Regions from separate parts of the Mus musculus genome. Here region 2 is linked to region 1. The links are chromatin contacts, called in public HiCAR-type maps. All regions are on one chromosome and are shown on one strand. The core of a region is the stretch at or near the end of the contact, and the rest is flanking DNA. Distances in the headings are between cores, read along the strand shown. Region 1 holds the start of Syncrip (synaptotagmin binding, cytoplasmic RNA interacting protein). Region 2 holds the start of Zic4 (zinc finger protein of the cerebellum 4).

Region 1 (6,942 bases), core at 333-2,832:
GCCTAGGGAGGGGCACTTTTCTATTCAGGGCTCATTAAATAAGAACTGTAAGTATCAAACTTTCTCCACCTTGTTTAACCTACGGTCTTTCTATTACCACTTTGGTTGTTTTTTCAATGCTATCATTATCCAGACTTTTGTGGTACTAACTATAATATCTTGCTGAATTAATTAAATACCATAGCAAGGATATGTTTGGTAGTATGGGATGTAGGCGGTGGATAGGCAAAGCCTTATTAAGCAGGTTTTGGATAGCAGTACTTCAGAAATATTTCCTACTTGATCCACCTGTCAACAGAAAAAAAGCTCAATTTTATGTGTCTAGGCACTTTGAAGAGTGTTTATCTAAGTTTCCTTGGACTACTTACTGGCTTATCATAGCATAAAGCTCATTTGGAAGAACAAGTAGCTTTCTAATTGTAGTTTTTTGTTTTTTTTTTCAAAGAGGATAATGCCATTTTTCATTACAGTCGCTCTGGATAAAATTAGTATCCATATCGCCTGAGATACAAACGCCTTTGTCTTGTCTTTCTTGTCCATAGTAAATGGTTACAAAGGAAATGTCACTTCACATAACATTTAATTGCCAAGATGCTTGAAAAGAAACACATTTCCCTCACAGTAGTCCTAATCACGCAGCTTTGTGCTGCTTCAAGTTGTTCAAAGTGTGCCAGGAGGAGCACTTAACTGCTTAAAAGGCCAGGGACAGAAACGGAATATTGCACAATCCAACACCACCGGGTCGGTTAAGCTTCCAAATCTGGCCTCCCTGTCATCCCCGAGCCGGAGGCACAGGGATTTCCTCGCAAACCCGCGGCGCCCCTCCCTCCGCCCAGGGTATTCGTGGAAGCGGAGGACGGCGCGCGCCGGGCCGCGGGATACCCCATTGTCTAGCAGCGGAAGCCGGGGCTCCCCGGGGTGACTCCCGAACTCCAGCCCCGCCACCGGGTGGCCCCGAGCTCCGCCGTTCCCCGTGCAGCTCCCCTCCCCCGCAGCCCCATTGTCTGCCTCGCCTCGCCCCGCCCCGGGGGACACGTGCGCCTGCAGCTTCTCCAGCGCCCAGGGCGCGGGGCGGCCGCGGCGGCGACAGCCCCAGCCCCGGCAGAGCGGGCAGCCAACGTCGGGCACCCTCGGAGCCCAGGCCGGCGGTGGGGCGGTGGGGGGCGGGGAGGGCGGGGTGGGGATATGCTTGTCTCCTGACAAAGAACGAGTGGGACACGCCGAGCCGGCGGCCCCGCCCGCGGAGCGAGAGGGAGTGTCCGCACAGAGGGCGGGTCTCTCATTCACTCGGCCCCTCGCTGTCGCCGCGGCGGAAGGGCGGGGTCTCTCCCCCCCCCCCGACCGGGAGTTAGGGGCGGGGCGAGAGGCGGGGCTCGCGGGCGCGCGTCCCGCGGCGTCGTCTGCGTCGTCACGTCAGCGCGGGAGAGAGAAAGAGCGACTCGGCAGGGACTGGGGACGGGGCCGAGAGAGAGCTAGCGAGGGAGGGCGTGAAGCCAGAGAGAGCCAGAGAGGAAGAAGGGCGGCCACTCGTGTGTGAGCGGCCGCGGACGGGAGTGGGGAAGCTGGGGGAGGAGGTGCAGGGAAGGAAGGACGAAGGCTGAGAGGACAGGGCGGCTAGCGGCCGGCGGAGGTGGCGAGGGGAGAAGGAGGAGCTGTCGGAGGGCAGGGGCTGAGCTGAGGGAGTGAGGGAGAGAAGCGGACGCGCCAGGGAGGGGAGGGAAGGGGGGTCACGCGGGGGCGCGCGCGCACCGGGAGCGCGCTCGGAGGCGAGTGGAACTGGATCGGGTTTGCTGCCAGCGGCGTGAGCTTCGGCCGCCATTTTACAACAGCTCCACTCGCGCCGGACACAGGGAGCAGCGAGCACGCGTTCCCCGCCAGCCGACCCGGTCGGACAGGATTCCTCGGCCCCAGCCCCGCGGGGAGGTAACGACCGCGGGCCCCCGGGTCCGGGAGGGGAGCTCCGTGACATTGTGGAGGGTGCTTGGGGGAGGGCGGCGCGGGGAGAAACCGGCTTTTCTGGAAAATGGATTCCAAGGGGGAGAGAAGAGCACGTTGGCCGGGGCTGCCGGAGAGTAGGCCGCGGCCGCGCCGCCACTTCCTCCTCTCCCCATGTGCAGCCGCGGCTGGGCTTTGTCTGCGGCGCTCCGGGAGGAGGCGCCTCGACAGCCCGATGGCCCGCGCGGAGCGCGAGCGGCGGACTTGGTGCTGTCGTGGCCGGCGGCGCGGGAGTGGGCGGAGAGGCGCGGGGTGCTGTCCCGCGACCGGCCGGCGGGCTTGGGCGGTGCTCGGCTCCCGCGGGCGTGTGCTTGGCGGCGGAACGCCCTCCCCGCGCGGGCTGTCGGCCTCGGCGCCGCAGCCACTGCACCGAGGGGTGCGGGAGGCTGGGGGTCGCGGGCGCCCGGGAGCGCCCGGGGCGGAGAGCCATGTGTCACGGCGGAGACGGCAGCGCTGGGGGGCGGGGAAAGCCCGTGGCCTGGCGCCGCGGCGGCCTCAGTGTTGAGGGGCGAGATGGTGCGGTTGCACGGTTCAGGGGGCTCGCACCGCGACTGCGGGTTGATGTTGGGAGGCGGTGATGACCGTCTTGGCCCGGTACTCGGTGGGTTTCCGTTGAAGGAAGTTGTAGGACATTTGAAGGCGCAGAGCACGTGTTTCTAATGGGTTCCTGGCGGCCGCAGTGGCGAGGCTGCCGCTCCGGGTGCGGAGTCGGGGGCGGGCTTTGGGGTGTGGGGGTGAAGGGTGGAGGAATTGGGTGGTGGGAAGGTGGCTTGTGTGAGCGCTTTGTTCTTCGCTGGCTGTTGTTACTGATCTATAAGCGGCAGGCGGGAAAAGCGCACTTTCTGGTTTACCTTGGAGAGAGACAAGCCCAGCGTTGCTTGCTTCACACACCTTATTCTCCGTTTTGGAACTGCTGCATGTGGCAGGCTGGGCCGGTCGCTGTGCTGATTGGGCTTCATTTGTAATAAGGTTTTTCTCAGTGAGTGTTAGCAGGTGAAGTCAGGGGTGGTGCTCAGGAAGAATCTAGTGAATCGGTCCTTCTGTACCCGAGCTCCAAAATCTGGCTTGTCAGGCGATAGTGATTTTAAGGTTTCTTTCAAGGGAGGTTCAGGCTGGCTGGTTGTAGTTAAGTGGTAGAGAAAGTAAAGATTGGGACTGTCATTGTCCTCTATTCTGTTTGAAGATCCTAGTTTAATTTTGCTTATTGCGTTTGAACAGATCTCTGGAAACATGGCTACAGAACATGTTAATGGAAATGGTACTGAAGAGCCCATGGATACTACTTCAGCAGTTATCCATTCAGAAAATTTTCAGACATTGCTTGATGCTGGTTTACCACAGAAAGTTGCTGAAAAACTAGATGAAATTTACGTTGCAGGTAAGAACTAACACTTGCAAAATAACATTATGAAATTTTTCTATTGGATTTCTGGCTTTGAGCTAAAATAGCAACTTTTTGTGGTTTCCAATAAACGTGGGAACTGGAGCTTTGCCTTGTTCTGATAGTTGGTTAATTTAGGTTTGAGCTTAGAGGTTAAAGTGTAGAGGGAGGGCTGAAATGGGGGAATAGACCTCCCTAGGGGAAGGCTGTCTGGCCTGATGGATAGTATATGATAGTAGCAACAGCTGCTAAATGTTGAGAGGAGCCCATGTGACTTTTTGAGGTATTTTTATAGCAGGATTCTTGTTTAATAACTTGGTAACTGTAGGCTAGTTCTTGTCTTTCTTGGTGTGGTGGTTCCTTTTTCTAGTGGTTCTTGACTTTGAGGAGAGGTTCAGTTGTTACACTTGGTGTTGTGTTGGTTGACTTTAGGATTTGTAGGCCTATATATTTACTGTAGAAATATTGCAGTGTTCAGGACTACTTGGACACAAAAACAGGATATAATACGTTGACTCCTTTCTGTGTGGTTAAGAGGACTTTAGTATGTTTTTCATTATGTAGATAAGGGGAGGGCAAGGAGGGTAGAATCATTGTCATATGTGTACCTGTATTACCCAATGCAGGACTCTGATGAAATAATTTAGAAAATTTAAAAGGTGATAACTCACTAAATTTTTTCTTCTCCAGGGCTAGTTGCACATAGTGATTTAGATGAAAGAGCTATCGAAGCTTTAAAAGAGTTCAATGAAGACGGCGCATTGGCAGTGCTTCAACAGTTTAAAGACAGTGATCTCTCTCATGTTCAGGTAATGTTAATTTCATGTCAGTGTAGAAAGAATTAAAAAAATATTTTTGATGTGTTAATTTAAATTTATTAGACATAAACTTAATGTTAAATATGAATGGTAAATGTCTTTACAGAACAAAAGTGCCTTTTTATGTGGAGTCATGAAGACTTACAGGCAGAGAGAAAAACAGGGGACCAAAGTAGCAGACTCTAGTAAAGGACCAGATGAGGCAAAGATTAAGGTATGTCCCTAAAGCTTTCTGTGGCTTTAAGTCCGTCTCAGTTATTTACTAACTGTTAAATAGTCCTGAAGTGTGGCATGGGGTGTATATATTTCTAAGGTTATTGTCTTGTAATAATTAGACTTTGGGAAGTACTATATCCGGTTTTATTTTTGTTTTTTTCAAAGTCATTGACTTTTGTCTGGCCACTAAATCCAACCTGTGCGGTCAATTCCAAATTGTAAGAAAAATTTAAAGCGGGTTTTTTTGTTTTTGTTTTTGTTTTTTGTTTTTGGCTAGGGTCCCAATGAATTTAGAATTTAAGAATTGTTTCTTTTATTGGGTTATTTCTACAACCATCTATGGAAAGCATAGACAATTGGTGGGAGTGAAAGTATCTTTTGTTTCAGGTTGGTTGGATTTAAGGTCACAGGAAGATTAAATGGCCTCATAATTAAGGTAGTGTTCTTGGTGAGATTTTAAAGTTAAAAGAGTATGGTTTATATTAGTTTTTAGTTGGTATTCTTTAATAAGGTACCACTTCTTGAGGCAGGGCTATGGTTTAAGAAAACCAGTTGCTAAGAAGGGCATAAATGTATATTTTACCTGTATTGGAAAAGAAAGCGTAGGTCATGTGGACAAGATTGGAAAATGAAATTACTAGTTAACAGAAATCATGAGTTTTACACATGATTGTGAATGAATTTAGTTTTCCAATAAAAATGGGGATTATAAAGCCAGGCGTGGTGGTACACGCCTTTAATCCCAGCAAGGGAGGCAGAGGCAGGCGGATTTCTGAGTTTGAGGCCAGCCTGGTCTACAAAGTGAGTTCCAGGACAGCCAGGGCTACACAGAGAAACCCTGTCTCGAAAAACCAAAAAAAAAAAAAAAAGGGGGGGGGGATTGTAATCTCTATTGCAATTGTGTCAGTGTGATTGGAAAATTTACTAAGAATTTCTGAAAAGAGTTAGTTGGTGCTTAGATTTGAACTTGGGGCCTTAATGCTATTAACCACTGAGCCATTTCTCTAGCCCTTCATAGTGTTATTATACCTTTAAGGAATAAAATTTGAGTGCTAATAAAAAAGCTATTTAGATCATACAGCTTTTTGTGAAACTTTGATTCAAAGTTTATGAATACTTTTTAAATTGATACATTTGCATCAATCAGTTTATTGGGGGGGGAATAGGTTACATTAAGCAAACACCCTATATATAGTCCCTCCCACAATTTCATATATAATTCACTTTGAGTAAAACAGATTACATTATGGGGGATTGAGGTGACTCAGTCTCCAATCTCTTAACAACATTTTGATAAGTTTCGTGATATGGTCTTTTTACTTTGTCAGCTCATACAATAGTTTTGTTACTTAGAGAACTTTCATAGTTGATAGATTAGAGAACGGGTATTTTGTGCTTAAATGGCTAGACAGGTTACATATGTTTTTTTTGTCACTTGTATCTGTAATGATGTAATAACAAGTTGAGGGAGATAAATCTAGACTTATGGTTGTAGTTTCTCTTTTTTTTGGTTTTTTTCGAGACAGGGTTTCTTTATGTAGCCCTGCCTGTCCTGGAACTCACTCTGTAGACCAGGCTGGCTTCGAACTCTGCCTCTCAAGTGCTGGGATTAAAGGTCTGCGTGCGCCACCACTGCCCAGCTTATGGTTGTAGTTTCTTATTGCTTTTCAAAATCATTGTGGCTATTTTCTTCTTAATGAAGCATGTTTGTGACACATAACACTTTTGACAGAAAGTAATAGAAAAGCTTTTCATATAGCCTCCCAAGTTTATAGACAACGATTTAAGGCATGGAGCAGTATCTTTGGAGGTGACAAAATGCCCATAAATGGTATTGTGTATCTTGGGGTGGGGTATAAGAAATCCAGAGTTGGGTAGTAGTCAAATTGTTGCAGTTTTAATGAGGTATTCCTTTTTGTTTTTTTCCTTGTGTGTGTGTGTGTGTGTGTGTGTTTTGTTTTGAGACAGAATTTCTTTCTCAATGTAGTCCTGGCTGTAACTCTGGAACTGGAACTCTGTCTCTGTAGACCAGGCGGGTCTCAAACTCTCAGAGATCCACTGGGCTCTGCCTCCTGAGTACTGGGATTAAAGCCATGCTTGCTTTTAATGAGGTTTTTCTTAGCAGAGTGGATATACATCTTGCAGGTTGCTGATGGATTGATTTTAATTTTTATTGCTCAGTAATTAACTGGCCAATAAAAACTGATATTCACAGGAATCTGAAATGTTGATGATATACATAAAAGGGAGAATTCTAAAACAGATCTTATAAATTTGTATGGAGGAATGTTGCTAAGATAATGAAATATTTGAACGGGATTGACTTAAATAATAACTGTATTTTGTGAATGAAGCATTAATAACATTTTGAACTTTTCAAGGCACTTTTGGAAAGAACAGGCTACACACTTGATGTGACTACAGGTCAGAGGAAGTATGGAGGACCACCTCCAGATTCCGTTTATTCAGGTCAGCAGCCTTCTGTTGGCACTGAGGTAAAGAAACTTAAACTTGTACCATTTGTAGTTAAAA
Region 2 (6,375 bases), core at 3,757-6,256, 2.9 Mb before region 1:
CCGGGTATACCGCAGGTCTAGGCAAAATTCAGGAAGGCCAGAACGCACACAAAGCTGGGAATATTGGTTGGAGGAAGGCTCGGTCCAGGAGTTTCTTGCTGCTTGAATTTGCTGCTCTATGGAAGAGAAAATGACCCCCACTCCCACCACAGACCCTCCCAGAAGCCAGAACCCTAAATCTCTGGCTCAGCTGAGGTTGTTTCGAAAAGGAAAGGGAGAGGTGTCTGTGATCTTAGCAACTGAAGGTCCTGGGGGTGATCAGGGGTGCTAAAACTTCTCTAGCATAAGACTGAACACAAGATGAGCCTCTGTTGGCTTTGTGATCGCTTCTTTCCCGGTTTGCAGGGAAGACTCCCTGATATAATCAACAGTCTCCATTCCGCCGTGGCACTGGCGCTCAGATTTAAATAGAGGTTTGCATGTAACCTGCCTTTGGCTTAGGCAAAAAATCAGGCGAACCCGTCTCCCTCACACTGCCCACTGATGGTGCTCACCCTCGCGGTAGTAGAGCTGGTACACTAGGGTCCTCTGGAAGATGTTGCCCGCTGCCATTTTCACAGGACAAGGCACAGTCTTACGAAACATTGGAGATGTATAATGAACAAATCAGTGTCCCTATTTGTCCCCAGATCTCTCTCCTTTGACTCCACCAGCGTTTGGAAAACCCAAACTTTTCTCTCTCCTCCCTCTTTTTATTTTATTTTTTTTCTTCATAAAATAACTTGTAAAAAAAAATCAATTGCAACCTACAAATGAAGGTTTTTGTGGGTTGAGGGATAGAGTTTGAGGTTAGACTTTGAAGATAGAATTCCCTCACGGAGTTGGGGGGGGGGGGATTCTGCTGCCACATATCCCATTCCAATGTCTCGTCGCGTAAACTAGACGAGTATTTCGCTCCAGACGAGAAACGGGGAAGAAAAAAGAACAGGTACCGAGCCTAGACGCATCAGTACCGGGGAGTGAGCAGGCCCCTGGGAGGCCGGGTGCAGGCGGGCCTTAGCGTAGCCCTGCTGCAGGAGGCGCCCTGGGCTCCGAGCGCCACGACCCTCCCACCCCCGCCGCCCCGCCACCCCGCCACCCCTTCCCCTTCCCCTCCCCCATCTCCCCCGAGAGACGCTCTAGGTGGGAGGGTGGACCCTGCGGCGCGGGGCCGGGCCTGGGTCCCGCGGAACGACCCGAGGGAGGCCAGGCTGGAGGCCTAGGCCGCGAGCCTCCCGACCCCGGCTTGGGGCCTTGGCCCCGGTCCTGGTCCTCGGCCCGGGCTTCAGAGCGAGCAGAGCCTCGGTCAGCGCGGGCGCCAAGTTCGCCGGCCTGCGGGGGCCTCTAGGCCAGCGCCATTTTCTGGCACTTGTGGCTGGATCTGTTTTCGCCCTGACTCCGCCCCAGAGCGGCCCGGGAGCCGGGCCTGCACCCCCCTCGCCCTCCGCGAGGGCTGACTGACTGCGGGGGAAAAGTGGGGAGAGCCCGGGCCCCGGGGGTTCCGGGAGGCGCGCCAGTTTGGGAGGTTGACCGGGCGCGCGCTCCTGGCCCGCGTCTCCCCTCGCCGCCCTACCATTGTTCCCCGGTCTCTGTCACAGCCACAGAGTGAAACCTTCTTCACCCGCTGCCTCCAGAGCCAGGCCTGGAAGTCACATTCGGGAGAATCTCAGCTAAGAAATCTGCTCCTGATCGCCGCTTCCGCGACTCAAGGAAATGAAACGCCATTAATATTTGAAAAGGCAATTATTTTCCTGTTGAATCGAAAACTGTCTTCATGAATAATTTGTAGAGAGTTCTATTGCCATTTGAGAAACATTTTGTTGCTGTTTTGCCTCCTCCTTTTCTTCCCATTACTTAGGAGGTTTGAGGGAGACACCGGAACAGGGAAGGCTCTATGGTTTGGTTTCTTTCTCTTTTCTTTCTTTCTTTCTTTCTTTCTTTCTTTCTTTCTTTCTTTCTTTCTTTCTTTCTTTCTTTCTTTCTTTCTTTCTTTCTCTCTTTCATTTTTTTTTAAACCCAAGCTGTAATGAATTAGGACAGAGGCCGAAAAGAACGCGCAGAATTCTGCCTTGAGTCCAAGCAAACCTGAGAGCCAGCCAGGCACACTTTTGCTTCTCTGATGTAGGTCGATTACGCTAAGAATTTAACCATTTTCTGCTTCACAGACTTCAAACAGTGGGCCGGCAAAGAGCAGTATAAGTTTGTTTGCTTCAAAATCCCTGTCATTAAAGATGAGTTCTTTCTCCAGCCCCGGATTGCGCATCCACTTTCCCGGTGCTGGCAGCCAGCCTCTGGAGCAGCTAGTCTGAGGTCTGGAATCCTGGTCTTACTTATTCCTCTGTCCCTGGGGATATAACTCGGGAAGAGAGGGGACCAAAGGGATGAGAGAGAGTGGGGGGAAGAGCTCATAACGTGCTTTAGAAAGCCGTACAAGATGTTTGCTGACATGCTAGGGGAATAAAGAACAAGAGCCCAAACTGGACTTTGGTCTTGCCTCAGCCTATGCCAGTGTTCTACCACTAAAACCTCATGGAGAAGGCAGTTTGTGGGAAGATTTAGCAAGCTTCTTACCGGGTACTGCAACTATCGGGGACTTGGACTCTGAAAAGGGTTGCTGTTCTAACAAGAATTGTAGAAAGGGAAGCTACCGCCTGCAAAACTAGAGTACCAAGATGGAATTCTTCTGATCTCTGCATCATTCTTCCCATTTCCCGCCTCCAAGATGGGGGAGGGGAGAAGACGCTGACTTCTTAAACTTCAAGCGAGGAGGGGTGTGTGTGTGGGGGGGAGTAAGGAGAGTCAAACGGTGGCTGCTAAACTAATTAATGTAACTTCACAGGCTGTTCTGAAAGTGTGAAAACTTTCTTCTTGCAATTGTATTAATTAGATGCTTCTGGCCAGAAGAGTTCAACTCCCAGGCTCCTTCACCGAGCTCCTTTTCTTTCTGTTAACTAGAGCTAACAGATGTGGTTGACACATGTCCCTATTTCACTTAACAACTCGGTAAATGACATTTAAGACAGTGGGTCCCGTTGGGTCTCTACTAAAATAAGAATGAGGGTTACCAAAAAAAGTCCCTTCTGTGGAGCTAGCAACACAAAAACAAGTCAAAAGTAGGCCCCCAAGGCTCATAAATCCTAAAGAAGGTATTAAGGGTCAGATGACCCCTCAGTCCAGGTGATGGTGGGGCTAAAAGGAAGAAGAGTTTCCAATAGTAATCTGTAAGTGTGAGGCAATTGTTCCCATTTCCTTTAAGACTTTGGGGGAAGCCATGCTGCTTAAAATATGTCTTAAAACCAAACTACTGGGACTGGCGATATAGCCTAGGGTTCAATCTCCAGATCCTAAATAAAATCAAAGCTCTAAGCTAGAAACACCAGTTTACCAACAGGGACCCCAGAACTCTGGAGCCACTCTGCCCAGACAGCCTCCAGAAAACGGTGAGTCTAGGAGCAGAAGCTGTTAATTACCGCTTTATAAATCTGGCTCATGGAAAGAATACCAAAATACCTCCCTCCTCCCCTCAATTGGAACTTAAGAAAATTCAGACCCAAGGGTCTGTGTCCCAGGGCTCGCAGACAGCACTGAGTACTGACCTGTATGTGTTCGTTTGTGTATTTTGAGATTTTCTGATCTAGCAAAGACCTTCCCACACCCTGGGAAAGGACAAGGGAAGGGCTTCTCGCCCGTGTGCACGCGGATGTGATTTACAAGTTTGTATTTGGCTTTGAAGGGCTTGCCCTGTCGCGGACACTCCTCCCAGAAGCAAATGTGGTTAGCCTGCTCTGGGCCACCGACGTGCTCCACAGTGACGTGCGTGACCAGCTCGTGCATGGTGCTGAAAGTTTTGGAGCAGGGACGCGGGGACATCGGGCTGTCATCCCCTAGCCACTTGCAGATGAGCTCCTGTTTGATGGGCTGGCGCATATAGCGGAAAAAGGCTCCAGGGCCATGGGGTGCGGTGAGGTTCATGGTCAGGTTCATGCCGCCATAACCGTGCAGGGCTGTGGCTGTTGCCAGAGTGTCGCTGCGGGCCATAGGCCCTGGTGCAAAAGGTTCCGACCTCGCATACATGTCTCCAGGGATCCCCAGACGCAGGAGTCCGTTCAAAGGACGGCTGTGGGAGGCCTGAGGAGGCTGCTCGTGAAGGCCCGGAAGCACGGAGGGGTTCGAAGAAGCGGCGAGCTGGGGCCCATGGTGTCCACAGCTGCTACCTGTTGTCGAGACAAATAACGTGCATGAGAAGCGGTGGCGTGGGCTTCGCACTTTCCCCGGACCCCGGGGACACACTCTGCCCAGCCGCATCTAGGTTTCTGGCAGTCGGTGCTGGGATCTTGAGCCGGTCGGTGCCAGCAGTGAAGCTGGCAGACCAAGCAAAGTCAAAAAGCCTCCGCCTTCGTCCGGCTGGGCTGCAGTTCTGCCGAATCCCCTGCCGCGCCATGCGCTGGAAAGGGGTAGCGATAATGGGGTAGGTGGGAAAGGCAGCAGGGCTGAGTCTGTGGGTGCCTGGGGGCACGGCCTCTGCTGCAGAGGTGTAAGACCCTTATCTCCAGATTACTTTGTCCACCAACACCAAGGGGTGCTCCCAAGCCAAAGATGGAGATGATAGGAGGGGTCATTTCGGAGGTGGTGAAGTTGGAAGAGGTAGTGATTTTAAAGCGTCCTAGACGTGTATATAATAATTTCAATGTCCCACTGGGCCCGGAAAGGACCGCCTGCTGCACCTCGGTCTGGCAGCCACCAATGCTACTGCAGTGTGATAGTGCAAAGAAAGGACAACCGATAAAGACGAAAAGGGAAGAGAGAGAGAGGAGAGAGAGAGGAGACAGAGAGAGAGAGAGAGAGAGAGAGAGAGAGAGAGAGAGAGAGAGAGAGAGAGAGAAACTTATGCAAAGTGGCGGAGATTGTTTGTTTGTTTGTTTTTTAAGTTTGGGGTTTGCCCCCTCCTCCTTTCTGTTTTCTCAGTCTTTAATGTCCGTGTGAAACCCCGGGCACTACAGAGGCGGCGGCTGAACGCTTAAGGAAATGAATAGATTCGGGGCCGCGGCCCCGGGCCACCGTGAGAACAATTGCCTGTGTCGCCTATTGGCCGGTGGTCCGGACCGACGTCAGTGATGACAAGATCTCTCTCTCTCTCTCTCTCTCTCTCTCTCTCTCTCTCTCTCTCTCTCTCTCTCTCTCTCTCCCTCTCTCTCTCTCTCCCCCCTACTTCCCTCTCCCTCTCTCCCTCTTCCTCTTCCTCTTCCTCCTCCTTTCCTCTCCCTCCTTCGCTCCCTCCCCCAATCCCAATAGCATTTCACGCTTCTGTTGCTCATGCGCTCTGACCCAGGCACGGATTCTTTTCTTCCCTGTAACTCCCCACCACCCTCCTCCTTCCAGAGTGCTGAGCTTTGCCTCCATCTTCCTGGAGGTGAGCGAGCGGTGTTAGGTTATGCTTATACCTATGACGACTCCGGGAGAAGTTGAGCAGAGTCCTATGAACAGTTGAATACTCAGGTGCCTCCAAGAATTAGGAAAGTTTGTCTTTGAGCTTAAAGCACAGGGTCCAAATCAAGGCAGAAAAGTAGACTGCAGACTGCCTGGAGCAGAGAAACTCCTCCGGTAGCGAGCTTAGGACCCAATTTAATTCTTTCTTTTTCTGAAGTTCCTTCCCCCCCTTGTCTTTCTTTCTTCTTCTTCTTTGCTCTCATTTCCCCTAAGCCTACCCTGCATGTCTGCCGCACCTTGGTCCTGTTTCTGCTCCTTTATTCACTCACCTTTCCTCTTCTTCTCTACTCCTGCCAATTAGCCTTGCCTCTCCCTCCTCTCGGTGACTGGCAGTCCTAGAAGTAGAATCCCACCCTGACTAGAGAGACTGGACCAGAAGAGGTCATGAGGAGGGACTGTTCCAAACTCACTTCAGGCTCCCTGAAAGGTCTCTTTTCATCATAGCTCACATTTATCTACCCGCGGGTATTCTGGCTAAATAAATAAATAAACGGCTCAAGGCACACAAATACACAAATAGAAGGAACAGATCCTTTCCTTCCAGTCCATGGGCCAGGGGACTAGTCTGGGGGTCCTGAATTCTGTGCAGTGGTACCAGATGAAGGTTCCACCAGTGACAACTGTGATAGCTTCCAGTCTGTGGCTACTTGTTGCAGAAACTTTGACCTTAGTCCTTGCTCACTTTAGGACTCTACAGAGTGGATGGCACAGTTGGCACATCCATGGCCTTCAGTCTAGAACTACCATTATAGCTGACTGACGAAAACCAATTGAAGATTTCAATTTTGGCTCAGGAATGACTGACCTTGTCTGTCCTAGGATCAACTGCTTCCTGAGCTCAGGGCCCTGACTCTGTCCTTGTGCTCAAAAATGCCAAAGAAAGTTCTTGGATCCTCTGTTGACAAAGAA

Evidence for each region. HiCAR-type assays count read pairs that join an accessible place to other places.
Region 2: a HiCAR-type map of astrocytes shows a contact between it and region 1, with 3 times the contacts expected there. The contact joins the promoter of Zic4 here to the promoter of Syncrip in region 1.

What each region holds. Positions count from the first base shown.
Region 1 is chr9:88,477,037-88,483,978 of GRCm38.p6, reverse strand. It overlaps Syncrip (synaptotagmin binding, cytoplasmic RNA interacting protein), which reads left to right and starts at 1,582. Exons shown (of 11, transcript NM_019666.2): 1 at 1,582-1,923; 2 at 3,214-3,373; 3 at 4,067-4,185; 4 at 4,301-4,408; 5 at 6,792-6,905. The coding sequence starts at 3,226.
Region 2 is chr9:91,376,603-91,382,977 of GRCm38.p6, reverse strand. Zic4 (zinc finger protein of the cerebellum 4) reads right to left here and starts at 5,006. Exons shown (of 3, transcript NM_001374749.1): 1 at 3,576-5,006. The coding sequence starts at 4,284.